3 separate regions of the Mus musculus genome follow, and all the other regions are linked to region 2. Evidence: chromatin contacts called from public HiChIP or PLAC-seq data. All regions are on one chromosome and are shown on one strand. Each heading gives the region's core, a stretch centred on a gene start, on an enhancer-like site or on the middle of the called end of the contact. The rest is flanking DNA. Distances are from core to core; before and after follow the strand shown.

What was found. HiChIP or PLAC-seq counts read pairs in DNA pulled down with a chosen protein or histone mark.
Region 1: a contact with region 2 is called in an H3K27ac HiChIP or PLAC-seq map of embryonic stem cells, with 5 times the contacts expected there. The contact joins the enhancer-like site here to the promoter of Msrb2 in region 2. A contact is called at or near these places in 2 of 39 promoter capture datasets (hippocampal neurons and pre-B cells), 1 of 15 datasets of contacts at CTCF or cohesin (large pre-B cells), 3 of 115 datasets of contacts at active chromatin or transcription factors (embryonic stem cells, large pre-B cells and stem cell-derived neural progenitor cells) and 3 of 9 other capture datasets (adipose tissue, embryonic stem cells and liver).
Region 3: an H3K4me3 HiChIP or PLAC-seq map of embryonic limb bud shows a contact between it and region 2, with 4 times the contacts expected there. The contact joins the enhancer-like site here to the promoter of Msrb2 in region 2. A contact is called at or near these places in 8 of 39 promoter capture datasets (the C10 cell line, frontonasal cranial neural crest, hippocampal neurons and 4 more), 1 of 484 Hi-C or Micro-C datasets (bone marrow-derived macrophages), 3 of 115 datasets of contacts at active chromatin or transcription factors (acute myeloid leukemia, embryonic limb bud and large pre-B cells) and 3 of 9 other capture datasets (adipose tissue, liver and pancreatic islet).

The regions. Positions count from the first base shown.
Region 1 is chr2:17,929,464-17,933,941 of GRCm38.p6, forward strand. No RefSeq gene overlaps it. Among named protein-coding and RNA genes, the nearest start is that of H2al2a, 65 kb to the right of the region's middle. Within about 2 kb of position 3,223, at least 54 of the 459 cell types and tissues checked have an H3K27ac peak or open chromatin away from gene starts, as enhancers often do. A contact at or near this core is called in embryonic stem cells, where this site is marked.
Region 2 is chr2:19,369,794-19,373,915 of GRCm38.p6, forward strand. It overlaps Msrb2 (methionine sulfoxide reductase B2), which reads left to right and starts at 1,843. Exons shown (of 5, transcript NM_029619.2): 1 at 1,843-1,986. The coding sequence starts at 1,890.
Region 3 is chr2:18,315,079-18,319,295 of GRCm38.p6, forward strand. It overlaps Dnajc1 (DnaJ heat shock protein family (Hsp40) member C1), which reads right to left. Exons shown (of 12, transcript NM_007869.3): 2 at 1,821-1,922; 3 at 1,280-1,326. Among named protein-coding and RNA genes, the nearest start is that of Dnajc1, 76 kb to the right of the region's middle. Within about 2 kb of position 2,048, at least 13 of the 459 cell types and tissues checked have an H3K27ac peak or open chromatin away from gene starts, as enhancers often do. A contact at or near this core is called in embryonic limb bud and second pharyngeal arch cranial neural crest, where this site is marked.

The DNA.
Region 1 (4,478 bases), core at 1,973-4,472, 1.4 Mb before region 2:
CCCTGTCTCAAAAACAAAACAAATAGCTGGACAGTGGTGGCACCCACCTTTCATCCCAAAGGCCAGCTGGTGAGTGAATTCCAGGACAGCCAGAGCTACACAGAGAAACCCTGTCTTGAAAAAAAAAAAAAAAACACCAAAAAACAAAACCATAAAATTTCTTACCATATTTTTAAAAGTAATATATTTTATATTTGTCACTAATATTGACTTTAAATATACAATTAAATTATGTGTAGATACTGGGGGTTTTCCTTTAAACCTATAGAACTTTTGAATCACTAATAAGGGTACTTTCCACTGAGGGAAAACTATTTTCTTTTAGTCTAAAGCATAGACTACACCCCAGGCCTGAAGGGAGCCCTAACTTCTTATACATAAGTTAATAGAGGCCAATCAGTGGATCAGTTGACTAGGAGACCACTGTTCAGAAAGGCAAATCCATCTACTGCTGTGCTGAAGAGGTGGGAGGAATAATTATTCCTCTGATAACATATGTGCTTTTCCTTTCCAGGAAGTGCAAACCTGGAACAGGGCTTTGCCACAAAGTTCTGTAATGTCTTCCTAACTTAATTCTTTTACTATGGAGTGTAAGAACCCTAGGAGGTGATGGACTTCTCAACAATTTATGGCGCCCAATGGGCAGATCCCTAAAACTTCCAGTAACACAAGCTGACAAAACACAGCTTTTTGTAAGAGGAAAGTAGAAAATTTTCCCACTGTTGTCTTATCTTTGAATCTGTATAACTTCTATTTGGAATTAACTGGGAAATTTCCCTACGTTCTCTACTTTACTTGGCCTTGTTCAACACCACAGTCTATAGTCAGACAAGACAACTTGGCAGTTAAGCAAGAGCGCTTGCTGCTCTTGTGGACCCAAATTCCTTCCCCAGCACCTGTGTCGGACCACTCACAACTCCTAGGGATCTGACATCTTCTGACCTCCTCAGACACCAGCACACACACAACATTCACTCATACAGACACACAAACATGCACACACACACACAGATAATAAAAATAAAATATTTTGCCGGGCAGTGGTGGCACATGCCTTTAATCCCAGCACTCGGGAGGCAGAGGCTGGTGAATTTCTGAGTTCGAGGCCAGCCTGGTCTACAGAGTGAGTTCCAGGACAGCCAGGGCTACATAGAGAAACCCTGTCTCGAAAAACCAAAAAACAAAACAAAACAAAACAAAAAAATATTTTAAAATGACAACAGAGACAATAAGCAGGAAACAAGGATGTGGAAAATTAAATTGGTTATAGTGAAAGCTACATCAGTTTATAATGGCACCTAGGAATTTGACTGATGAGAGATCTTACCATATCCAGCGTAGCCTGGAAATCTCTCTTTCCACCAGAATAAACAAGTACCTGGCCTACTGCTCAGAAACCAGGACAAAGTTTCTATCTAGATGCTACACACATCATAGTGAAGGAGAACAACTAACCCCCTCCCCCGTGGGGGACAAGGAGGTTAACTAGGCCCACTATGAATTATTAGATTTCCATGCCAGTATGAACATGTCAGGCATTTTCCCCCAGGTGTGGCAGAAACCATGAACAAAGCAGAAAACACTGTGGGTAGCAGAGGCTCGGAGGCTGTGTCTGTAACCCAACACAGTCGATGCTGAGTGATCCAGGAGCCAGAGAGCATGGCCAGAGATAACAGAGCAATGTTCATTATTTGTGGCTGTAAGGACGGCACCAGACCCACCTGCTCCACGATCGTGGAGAGTTTGCTGGGAAGCCCCTCTATAGCAATCTAGAAAAATACTTTCTGGAGAGGATACTTTCCTGAGCATGCTTAGTTCAAGAAGGAAAAGTGGCAGACACAATTTGGAGCAGGGTCAACCCAAGGTCAAAAGGCTGAAAGAGCAACCACAAACTCTTCTTTCTGGCCATCCATGCTCATTTTAATATTATAATGAGCCACCTTTACTTTAGGGGCCTAAAAGAATGAGTTAGGTGGCTCAGAAGATCCTGGTTGGTTCTCCAAAAACGTTAGCTGCAACAGGGAGAGAGAATGACACCAGACATAAGTTGTCTTAGGTATCTGCTGTTAACAGACACCATGGCCAAGGCAGCTCTTATAAGGACAACATTTAATTGGGGCTGGCTTACAGGTTCAGAGGTTCAGTCCATTATCTTCAAAGGTGGGAGCATAGCAGCCGCCAGGCAGGCATGCTGCAGGAGGAGCTGAGAGTTCTACATTCATCTGAAGACTGGCTTCTAGGCAGCTATGACCAGGGTCTTAAAATCCACTCCCTCAGTGACACACTACCTCCAATAAGGCCATACCTCTAAATAGTGCCACTCTCTGGACCAAGCACATTCAAATGGCCATGTAAGTTAATACAGGAGTTTGTCCCAAAGTTGCCTGTCCTTCTTGGTGGCTGAAGGAGTTGTAGGATACTCAGAGGTCTCCTGTTTGAAAGTGGAAATATCCAAGGAGAAGCTCTCCCTGATCTGCAGCAGTGTAGAGCCCAAGGGAACTCCCCACCCCACCCCACCCCTGCACCCTGAAGGTTCCAACAGCAAGTCAATGTAGTTGAAAGAGAAGTAAAGGGCACAGGTCCACGATTTGCACTGGATGAGGAAGTTAGAAGCCGGTGTTCCCCTTTCGTGGGAAGTAAGCATGACTGAGTAGGGGCAGTGTTAGAGGAGATGTCAGACTCAGAGTCAGGAAGTCTTCTAGGACAATGTTTGCTTTGGGTTCACTGGCATCTTCCTTCTTGCCATACGCATCAATTTCCCTAGTTGGTGAGATAGCTAAATAGTGGAAAATAAATTCACATTGTCGTAATATCTTCTGGAAGTTTCAGTCTTGAAGGTGAAGAGGAAAAGCCCTGTCCTTGGAACTCTCGGTTTAAAGTCCAAAGTGGCACCAGGCATGGTGGCACATGCCTTCACTCTCAGTACTGGGAAAGTAGAGGCAGGTGGATCTCTGTGAGTTCAAGCTAGCCTGGTTTACACGGTGGGTTTGAGGTCATTAAGGCTACATGGTGAGACTCTGTCTGAAAACACAAAACAAAAGATCTAGAGTGGCGTAGCTCAGAATATGGTTTGCTGAGAGTCAGCCCTCACCAGGCACTTAGCTGCATGCATTGAGACAGGCGGGCCTAACATTCTTGAGTCACTGCGCTAGGACTATGATACTCGAGCTCTCCACAGAGCCTGCTTGCGCATGGGCTGTTCAATTAGCAGCAGAGAAAAGAAAGGGCCCCCGATAAGCAGAAGCGACATAGCAGTGCAGACATGTGCAGGATAAGGGTGACATGGGACACTCTGAAAGGTCAGCAGATAAAACACAAGACGGGCCTGACAAAGGAGGAGAGTAGGCGCACTGCGGAGACCCTTCCCCTAGGCACACACGGCTAAAGGTTTCGCTCAGTCCCCAACAGAGACGAACAATAAGTTCAGAGCGGAACCATACTGGAAGGGATTCGGACTCCTTCTGTATAAAGTAGCGTTCACATTCAGCTCAGCAAAAATCCGATCTAGGTCTCTTTCCACGCCTGCGTTTTGTCATTCTTAATTAACACCGTTTTTATCGCTATGCAGTTCCAAGCTAATGAAAGCCTGAAGGTGTTCTTAAAGCTGTGTTCAGAGAAGAGCCAGCTCTAACCATGAGAGTCCAGGGCCCAGTGCTTGCCTGTGTAAGCAGGGTAAACAGTGTCCTTCGCGCCACAGACCACTCTCTTAATAAGCCCTGGGTCACAATGACTTAGAAATACTTTCCAGTTCGTGCTCTAGAAGGAAAAGAAGGTGGGTTAAATCAAAGGCTTTTCAGGCTACCAACTGCTAAGGAGCAATCTGTCATTTTCTGGAGGGAGGGGGCGGGGAGGGAGGATATAGTCTGGGGACAATTATTTTGGTGGTCTCTCTTTGTATTCCTGTTTCTGCTTTACATAACACTTCTCACACACCCCAGTGGCCTTTAGAGAACATACCAACTTCTCTGACAGGACCCTTCTCTCCAGTCCCCTATTCTCATGCAAATTCGCCCTATAAGTCCACTGCTTTCTCATTCCGTTCCCATTTTGAAACATAAAAAGAAGAAAGCCCCCAGAAGCCCCTTGGTTGCACCAGAAGGGGTGCAGGCTAGATAACCTTTGTCCCTTTTCCATCACTTAACTCCTGATCCGAGCCCACCGTGCTCCCACTGCTGTGGCTGTGGCTTTGTCAGTGTCCTTTTGGAGACCCACAACAATTCACATTCACAAAAAGTAAGATTAAAAGTGTGTGGCTGTTGGCCTGAACTCCCGAGTCCCACTTCTGTTCCTACTAATGATTTCTTCTCAAGGGCAGATTTTTATCTTAGGAAGGAGAACAAGGCTTCCCCAGCTGGGAGAGCAGAGGAGAAATCACCCCCAGATCTCTACTGAAACCTAAGAAATTGAGGAATTTACTAAATGAAACGCAAGGCAGAAGACAGCAAGAGAGAGCTGGGGTGTAGGGAACTTGCCTGCCT
Region 2 (4,122 bases), core at 593-3,092:
TATATTATGTATATGAGAACATTGTAGCTGTCTTCAGACACACCACAAGAGGGTGTCAGATCTCATTACAGATGGTCGTGAAGCACCATGTGGTTGCTGGGATTTGAACTCAGGACCTTTGGAAGAGCATTCAGTACTCTTGACTGATGAGCCATCTCTCCATCCCATCCCATGATCTTTCTTGATAGGTGGGCATGGGAGTGGGGGCAGAAAGCCCTGTGCCAGGATGAGATGAAAGTTCTCAAAGCAGTGGATAGAGGAAACAGGGAGAGGGAAGGATCCAGGAAGGCTTCCCTCTGTTTTCTGGGAGTGTGAAGATCTGCAGAGATCTGCAAATACTAGCTGACTCCACCTCCAGGGATGCAGATGTTACAGTACTCTGTATACTCACTGACATGTTGATTAATCGGAAAGAACAGAAAGTCCAGAAACAGATCCCTGTATTGATAAAAACAAACAAACGAACCAACCAACCAACCAACCAACCTGGGGTTTCTCCCCAGTGGGTGTGTGCGACCCTGAGGCCGTGAATGCTAGCCATTGCTCTACTACAGAGCTGCATTCTCAGCCATACACTGATTTTGACAAGAACTCAAATGCAGGCAGTAGAGAACAAAAAAAAAAAAATTACCTTATTTTAAAAAATGAATAAATAAATAAAAATTAACTCAGATAGATAATAGACCTAAATGTAAAACTTAAAACTATAAAATTAGCAGAAGAAAACACATAAAATATTTTGTAATATTGGACTAGCTCCATTTGTTAAATATGTTACCCCTAAGCCGCCACAAACTATAAAAAACAAAAACAAACCATCAAACCGATAAAATGAAGTTTAACAAAATGTAAAACTTCCCATCCCAAGACACAATTAGGAAACAGAAAAACACAGCCCACAGTCTCGGGAAGGGAAATTTGTGAGGAAACGATTTGATAATGGCTTTGTGCCCAGAGAATATATGGAAGAACCTTGAAAAAAATCCACAACAAGTAAATCTAATAATAAATGGGCAAAACCATGTATGATTTAGCAATGGCTAATTGTCAGTTACTGAAAGATAACACAAGAGAAGCCTATTACTGTAAGAAGTTTAAGTCTAACTTTGTAGTGATGCATGTCTATAAACTCAGTCCCGAGGCAGGAAGATTCCAAGTTTGAGGACGCTTGGACAACATAGAGAGATTAGATCTCAAAAACCGAAGCAAAACAAACGAACGAACAAAAAACCCAACCAACCAACCAACAACAAAAAAACAGGCCTGAGTAATCAAGTGTAGGAAGGGGATGATGACAGGAGCTTTCATACATTGCTAGTGAAGCAGCCGTTGCCCTTGAGACCTGGCTATTCCTCTTCCAGGTATCCAAAAAAAAGGCATGTACAGGAACGCTCCTGGCAGCTTTGTTTTTGATGTGCAAAAATTAGAACAGCCTAAACTAATGAGTAACAGTTTAGTATAATGGAATATTATTCAGAACAACAACAACAACAAAAAAAAGATTTGTGCATAATGTAACGCAAAAAACCAAGCAGCAATGTCCAGATAATTATGTTGAGTAAGGGAAGCCAGAAATAACCAACTGCAATTAGTATGACTTCTGGAAAACCTAAACAAACTGAAACACAGCAAGTTTTAGACTAGTCATGATTCCAATCGGAGTAAGGTACTGCGGGAGGAGGAGGCAGTGGAGTCCCGGGATATTCCACACACTCCGCGAAGATCAAGGTCAAGAGGAGCAAGAGGATAAGTTAAGTGGTGGGGGTAGGGTGGAGCACCAGAAGAAAAGGAGAGCCTGGAGGAGGGGAAGAGACCTGGGCAGAGGGGAGGGATCCGGCGGAGGGTGGGGGTTGGGTAGGCTTGGGAGGAAACCCGTTGGTGGCAGCGTCATGGCGCGACTGCTGCGAGCGCTGCGGGGTCTGCCTTTGCTGCAGGCGCCTGGACGGCTGGCTCGGGGTTGCGCGGGATCGGGAAGCAAGGACACAGGTAGGTCCTCAATCGCTGCCGTCTCTCGTGGCTTTCGGTTTCACAGTCCTGGCTGACCCTGGGCGGCCTCCTGTGAGGTCCTGAGAGACTGGTCCCAGCGGCCCGCTGCCTGAGTTGCGGAGCAGAGCAACGCGTTTGGTAAACTTGGTGTGCTGGGGGAGCACTGATGCCGGAGAGGATCGAATCTTCTCCTATGCTTGCATACAGTTCGTTTATATGTTACATTTTGGTGTACAAAGTCGTGTTAGGAGCCATGGTGTTGTCAGGGACCCAGTGGCGGTCAACAGCCGTACCTTGTGCGCCCTCTCCTGGGCGGGAGTTAATCCTTGCCCTCCCCCCCCCCCCCCCCACTTCCTTCGGGAGGACTGCTAGTTGCCTCCTGTCCTGTGAGACTGGCCCACTGCACCATCACGGGTGCTGCTGCAACACTATCTTGGTTTTGTGTGACTCTAGGTTTTGAGATGTGTGGGTGAATTATTCTCGTGTTCCAACAGGTTGTTAGTGGCTAAGAGACAGGATGGGGTGGAATGGTAAGTGCTTTTTGCCCTCATTTGTGAATCCGGACACTTTTGCATCTTCCCTGGGAGGAGTAGGAGTCTTTGAGGAGTCCCAGGTGTAATTCTCTGTAATTTCGTGGCCCTGTGGTTTAGCACTGGGCAGCTGCTCTCCTGACCTCCTTTCCAACCCAGTTTTATATCTTATGCTGCTTAGGAAAAGTCTTGGAAAGATCAGGAATTCAAGGCCCATACCTAAACATGATAAAAGCAATCTACAGCAAACCAGTAGTCAACATCAAAGTAAATGGTGAGAAACTGGAAGCATTCCCACTAAAATCAGGGACTAGACAAGGCTGCCCACTTTCTCCCTACCTATTCAACATTGTACTTGAAGTCCTAGCCACAGCAATTAGACAACAAAAGGAGATAAGGGGGATACAAATTGGAAAGGAAGAAGTCAAAATATCACTTTTTTGCAGATGATATGATAGTATATATAAGTGACCCTAAAAATTCCACCAGAGAACTCCTAAACCTGATAAACAGCTTCAATGAAGTAGCTGGATATAAAATTAACTCAAACAAGTCAATGGCCTTTCTCTACACAAAGGATAAACAGGCTGAGAAAGAAATTAGGGAAACAACACCCTTCACAATAGTCACAAATCATATAAAATACCTTGGCGTGACTCTAACTAAGGAAGTGAAAGATCTGTATAAAAAGAACTTCAAGTCTCTGAAGAAAGAAATTAAAGAAGATCTCAGAAGATGGAAAGATCTCCCATGCTCATGGATCGGCAGGGTCAATATAGTAAAAATGGCTATCTTGCCAAAAGCAATCTACAGATTCAATGCAATCCCCATCAAAATTCCAACTCAATTCTTCAACGAATTAGAAAGGGCAATCTGCAAATTCATCTGGAATAACAAAAAACCTATGGTAGCAAAAACTCTTCACATGGCAGCTTATAACTCACTCTAGTTCCAGGGGATCCATGGCACCAGGCATGCACATGGTGCACAGGTATATACGTGATGCAGGTAAAATACCCATACAAGTAAAGTAAGTCTTACAAGGAGAATAAGAACAGAAGCAGGGGATGGTTCTGTGGTTAAGATCTCGATTGTCAGTGGGCATGAGTTCGGATCCTAGCTCCCCCACAGAACTTTACTGGCATGTGTGAGCATGAGCATCCATAACAAATGCTAAGCAGTGGGCATAAACGGCATGTGTTTCTCACCATGTGAGAGGCTGATAGATCAAATATCAAGCAGATAGCTTTGGTTCCAATGGAGACCCACCATCTGGGTCCCCTGTCCTGTGTGTGTTCACATGGGCTTTCTGCAGTGCAAGTGCAGTGGAGACAGAAGCTCACAGTTCCTCTCCACTGTCTCTCCTGACCCTGCCTCTGGTATGAAGATAAAGCCTAGAAGCTGGCATACACAGGGCGATCACACTCTACTGAATTACACCTTCTGCTTTTCCAATATCTTTACTAAGACGCTAATTGAGGGAGCTGACGTGGCTGTTCAGCAGTTAAGTGCAAGTTTTGCTTTTGCAGAGGACCTGAGTTCAGGTGTAGACACGCGCATCAGGGGGCTCACATCCATTTGAAACTCCAGTTGCAGGGGAGCTACT
Region 3 (4,217 bases), core at 798-3,297, 1.1 Mb before region 2:
TCAACAAGATAGATAACCTAAACTAGAGGAAATGCCTGGACCAATTTCAGTCCTTGTTAAAAAGCAAAGAGCTTCAAGATAGTATTTGAATCCCGTATTACAACCTGACCAACTAGGATATTCAAAATTCAAATTAAACAGAACCAGGAAAGGCAGCTAATATTTTAGTACACAGAATTATTCCAGACAATATATTTGAAGAAAAACTCCGAATCTCTCACTGTGTAGTTCTGAGTTTGTCTATAAGATTGGCTACCCACAACAAACCAGATATTTAGGCTTGCTTAAATCTCAAATGTGCATTTATTTAAGACAACACAGTCAAATTTCCAATGTTGTCCACTATTGTCTCATAAAATCAACCTGTTGAACTCCAACCTGCATTATTGCTGCTTGTTCTTTAAAGACTAACAAATTCAAAATGAAACATACAAACACAAACAAACAAAAGTTTATTTTGCCTGCAATGATTTTGTGTGTATATGAGAAACTTTTGTTTTAATTAACCATATGTGTCTCAAAAGATAATTTAAAGTGTTTCTTTCTATGATTTTAAAATCTCCAAAGACTTTGCAACAGGATAGACATTCCACACATTCTACGGCACAGGAAAGACCTCTGTAAGTCACAGGCACTATAAACCACCTTGCGAGTACATTTATTACTGGTCTTCTGAAAAGGGCAGAGACATGTCTGAGTGAGGGACTGCCTCTTGTCTAAGGTTACCAGATACAATCACTGTAGTAGACATAGGAAAGAAGTCTAAACAAACAAGAAAAAAGGGGCAATTATCTTTTACTTCTGTCTTCTAACAGTTTATCACCTGGATTATCTGGAGGTGAAGAAACATCAGGAAAGTACACATAAGGAATTACTAAAATGATAACCTCAAACACTTAAGAAGGGGGGTCTGGGAATACTGGGTCCACCAAATACATGGGGCTATTTATCATATACTGTCAAGAGTGGGTATTTGGTTAAAATCAAAAACTGGCTGTTTCCCAGGGCATAACCCATGGTAAAAGTCTTTTCTACTGAAGCCATACTTGCTAAATTTATAACTCATGATCCTAATCTGTAAGTACTAAATCACTCTAGGGAATATGTTCAAAAGAAATGAGTTCTGCTCTACAAAAGCATGCAAAACAATGCATTTCTTGGAAGAAACAAACAAACAAACAAACAAACAAACAAAGTCTAACTTAAACAGGACTTAATTCTTTCCTTTTAAAGGCATGAAACTTTGCCCATTCAAATTCAAAAGCACAAATGCACTCACCTCTGCCTTCTTTCATCATCCTTTAAAACTTCATAAATGGCCACCAACTAAAATAAAAGCATTACTTTAAAATAAAAATACTTATAACTGTAAGGAATCACATAGGAGGATGAAAGCTCTATAAAGCACATGCAGAAAACCCCATGTGCCCATCTATGCAATAAATAGTAAAATTCCAACTATAAGTAACATTTTGTGTTTTTTGGAAGCATATTAGATGTTTAAAGACTGTTTGATATCAAATAAATTTTTGTGAAAGGTGTAAAAGTAATAGTAAATCTTAAAATATTTTAAGAATAATAGCATAATTTAGACAAGAAAATTATGAGAGCATGACTTTCCAAAAACTAAGAAACTCTAAATGACACATGTTGGTAAAACAGTATTCCATTTAAAAAAAATCTAAATGTTAATATATTTAAGCTACTTCATGTTCAAACGAAAATATTCTACATGTAAGTTAATATTTCTAACATAAGCATATTAGTTAATACAACTGTCACTATATATTTATATATAAATAAAACTGCATTTCACTTACTTGTCTAAATTGAGTTTCTGCATTTTCATCTTTATTCTTGTCTGGATGTAAGGTTAGTGAAAGCTTACGATATGCTTTTCTGATGTCTGCAGATGAAGCATCCTGGGTTGGGAGGGGGAGGGGAAAATACAAAGCAAACTTTGTCAAAAAGAGAAATTCCCAGAACCTTGTTAAGATCTGAGAAGACAGCCAACCAAGTGCAGGACCCCAGGCAATGTAATTTGAGCAATCAGCCTAACAACCAGGCTATGCAGCCAGTCTAACCCACATGACTGAACAATTATTCAATCTAATTTGGCTCTCCTCTTAACTTTTCATTACCATACAGTCATTCAAAGAGGTCCGTATTTGGCAAAACTTTTCCAACACTTTCCTCCCTAAAATTAGTCAATAAATCTTTTCCAGTAATTAAGATATAAGAAAAGACAAATTAAAAATTAATATATCTGTGTGCCATCAAAGAACTTTATTATTTACTAGAGAATCTTAAAACCAGTTTCTGAGGCACAAGCTTGTATGTACAGTTTCTTTATTGTTATTTAGATTGAAGGTATCACCCAGGAACAACTTATGGAATCCCAATTTTACATGTCAAAAATGTTGATTTGAAGGGAGGTAAATTTGCATTTATTTAAAAACAGATGTAATTACAAACAGTTATGTACTTTAAAGAACATTTCCACCATCCCAGTCTCCCCAGTCGGGTTTGTAAAAACACAACAACAACAAAAAAAAAACACCACCAACAAAAACCTTTCCTGTTACACATGCTCTACTAATACAGTGTAAAATACACACAAGGTCCCTCCCAGTGGCCAGTGCTTCCGATTAGGTAGACGTTACTATAATAGTAATCTTGTCTGTGTGGATACAATAAGGAAAATCATTTACGTGGCTAGAATAAATACATACCAAAGTTCAAAACTTCATTTTCACTGTATTTAAAAAGAGATTCCCGAGGCAAGTGACAGGAAAGTAGCTTATTAAATTTGTTTGATAGCCATTTGTCCAATTAAGTACTAAACTATTTTACTAAATGGCTTCAACCAACACAAAAATCTATATACCAGGGGCCAAATGGTTGTTAAAGATTTGGAGAAAAGAGACACCCCTTCTCCCCCTACAATTAGCCTGTCAAAGCAGTTCTTTATTTTCCAAAGGGTAGCAGTGGGGCATGTCTTCTTGCTTCAGGCTAGCATGGCCCTAGGTCAGAATACTTCTCTGACTTAAGACACGCCCATGCGCTATAAAGCTAACAGTAAAACCTGTAGATAATAGTTTGTATTATTTCATTTTAAATTTGTTTAAGGAAAGGCTGTACTTCCTACAACAGATGGCAGGTAAAACTTGAAGGAAAGAGGTGGGGCTATTTAATGGAAATGTTTGGTGAATCCTTTTGTCATGCAAAGGGTCATGTGTCAAATGAATAAACACTCTAATTAGAAATTTAAAAATCACATATATCATATAACATATATGACTTAAAAATAAAAGTGACTACTGGTCATCCAAGTTATGTCCTTGCTTCTAGTTTTATCTCCTCAAATTTCAGCCAGTGTGCACCCGAAATATAAGCACAGTCAGATACTTCTGTATCAACACCTCCTAGAGTTGTAATTACTTTCTGTTTTCCCAGTGTTTTAATTTTGTCTCCCAACCATGCTGTTGTAGCCTGCTGGTCACCCACATAATTACACTTGAGGGTGCAGTTCACCATCCTTGTGTTCTTTCTTACTTGGCCACAAAACCAGACCATCATCTCCTAAGGAGCTGGCCTCTAATAGTACACAAAAATACAAATTTTCCTCTAGAGAATTTGCCTAACAAGGGTATTTTACCAATAAGATCTACTGTAGGTAACATGCCTTTTCCTGTCTAAAAAGACATCCTCGGGGCATGTAAGTCATTTAAGCCATCTTAATTTTAGCCACATACAAACCTATTGTGTAAGTACAGTTATTAAGCCCATTTTGCAATCAAGGCAGTGAAAAGCTAAGTAACATAGTCAAGTTACTTAGCTTCAACGCAAAAATATTACTTTAGTGTCAAAGCTATGTTGGCTGATTTAAGATTTAAGCTTAAACTTGTAAAAGGAGGAAGCTTTGGGGAGGCAGTGAAAATAACCATTACCATCTTTTTGTTTGGTTGGTTTTTTGAGACAGGGTTTCTCTGTGTAGTCCTGGATGTCCTGGAACTCACTTTGTAGAACAGGCTGGCCTCAAACTCAGAAATCCGCCTGCCTCTGCCTCTGCCTCTCGAGTGCTGGGATTAAAGGCTCGTGCCACCAACCCCGGCTCCATTACCATCTTATTAATTTGATAAACACTGGCTCCATTACCATTTTATTAATTTGATAAACACTGGGAGCATATATCCACAAAATCATAAAGTACATCC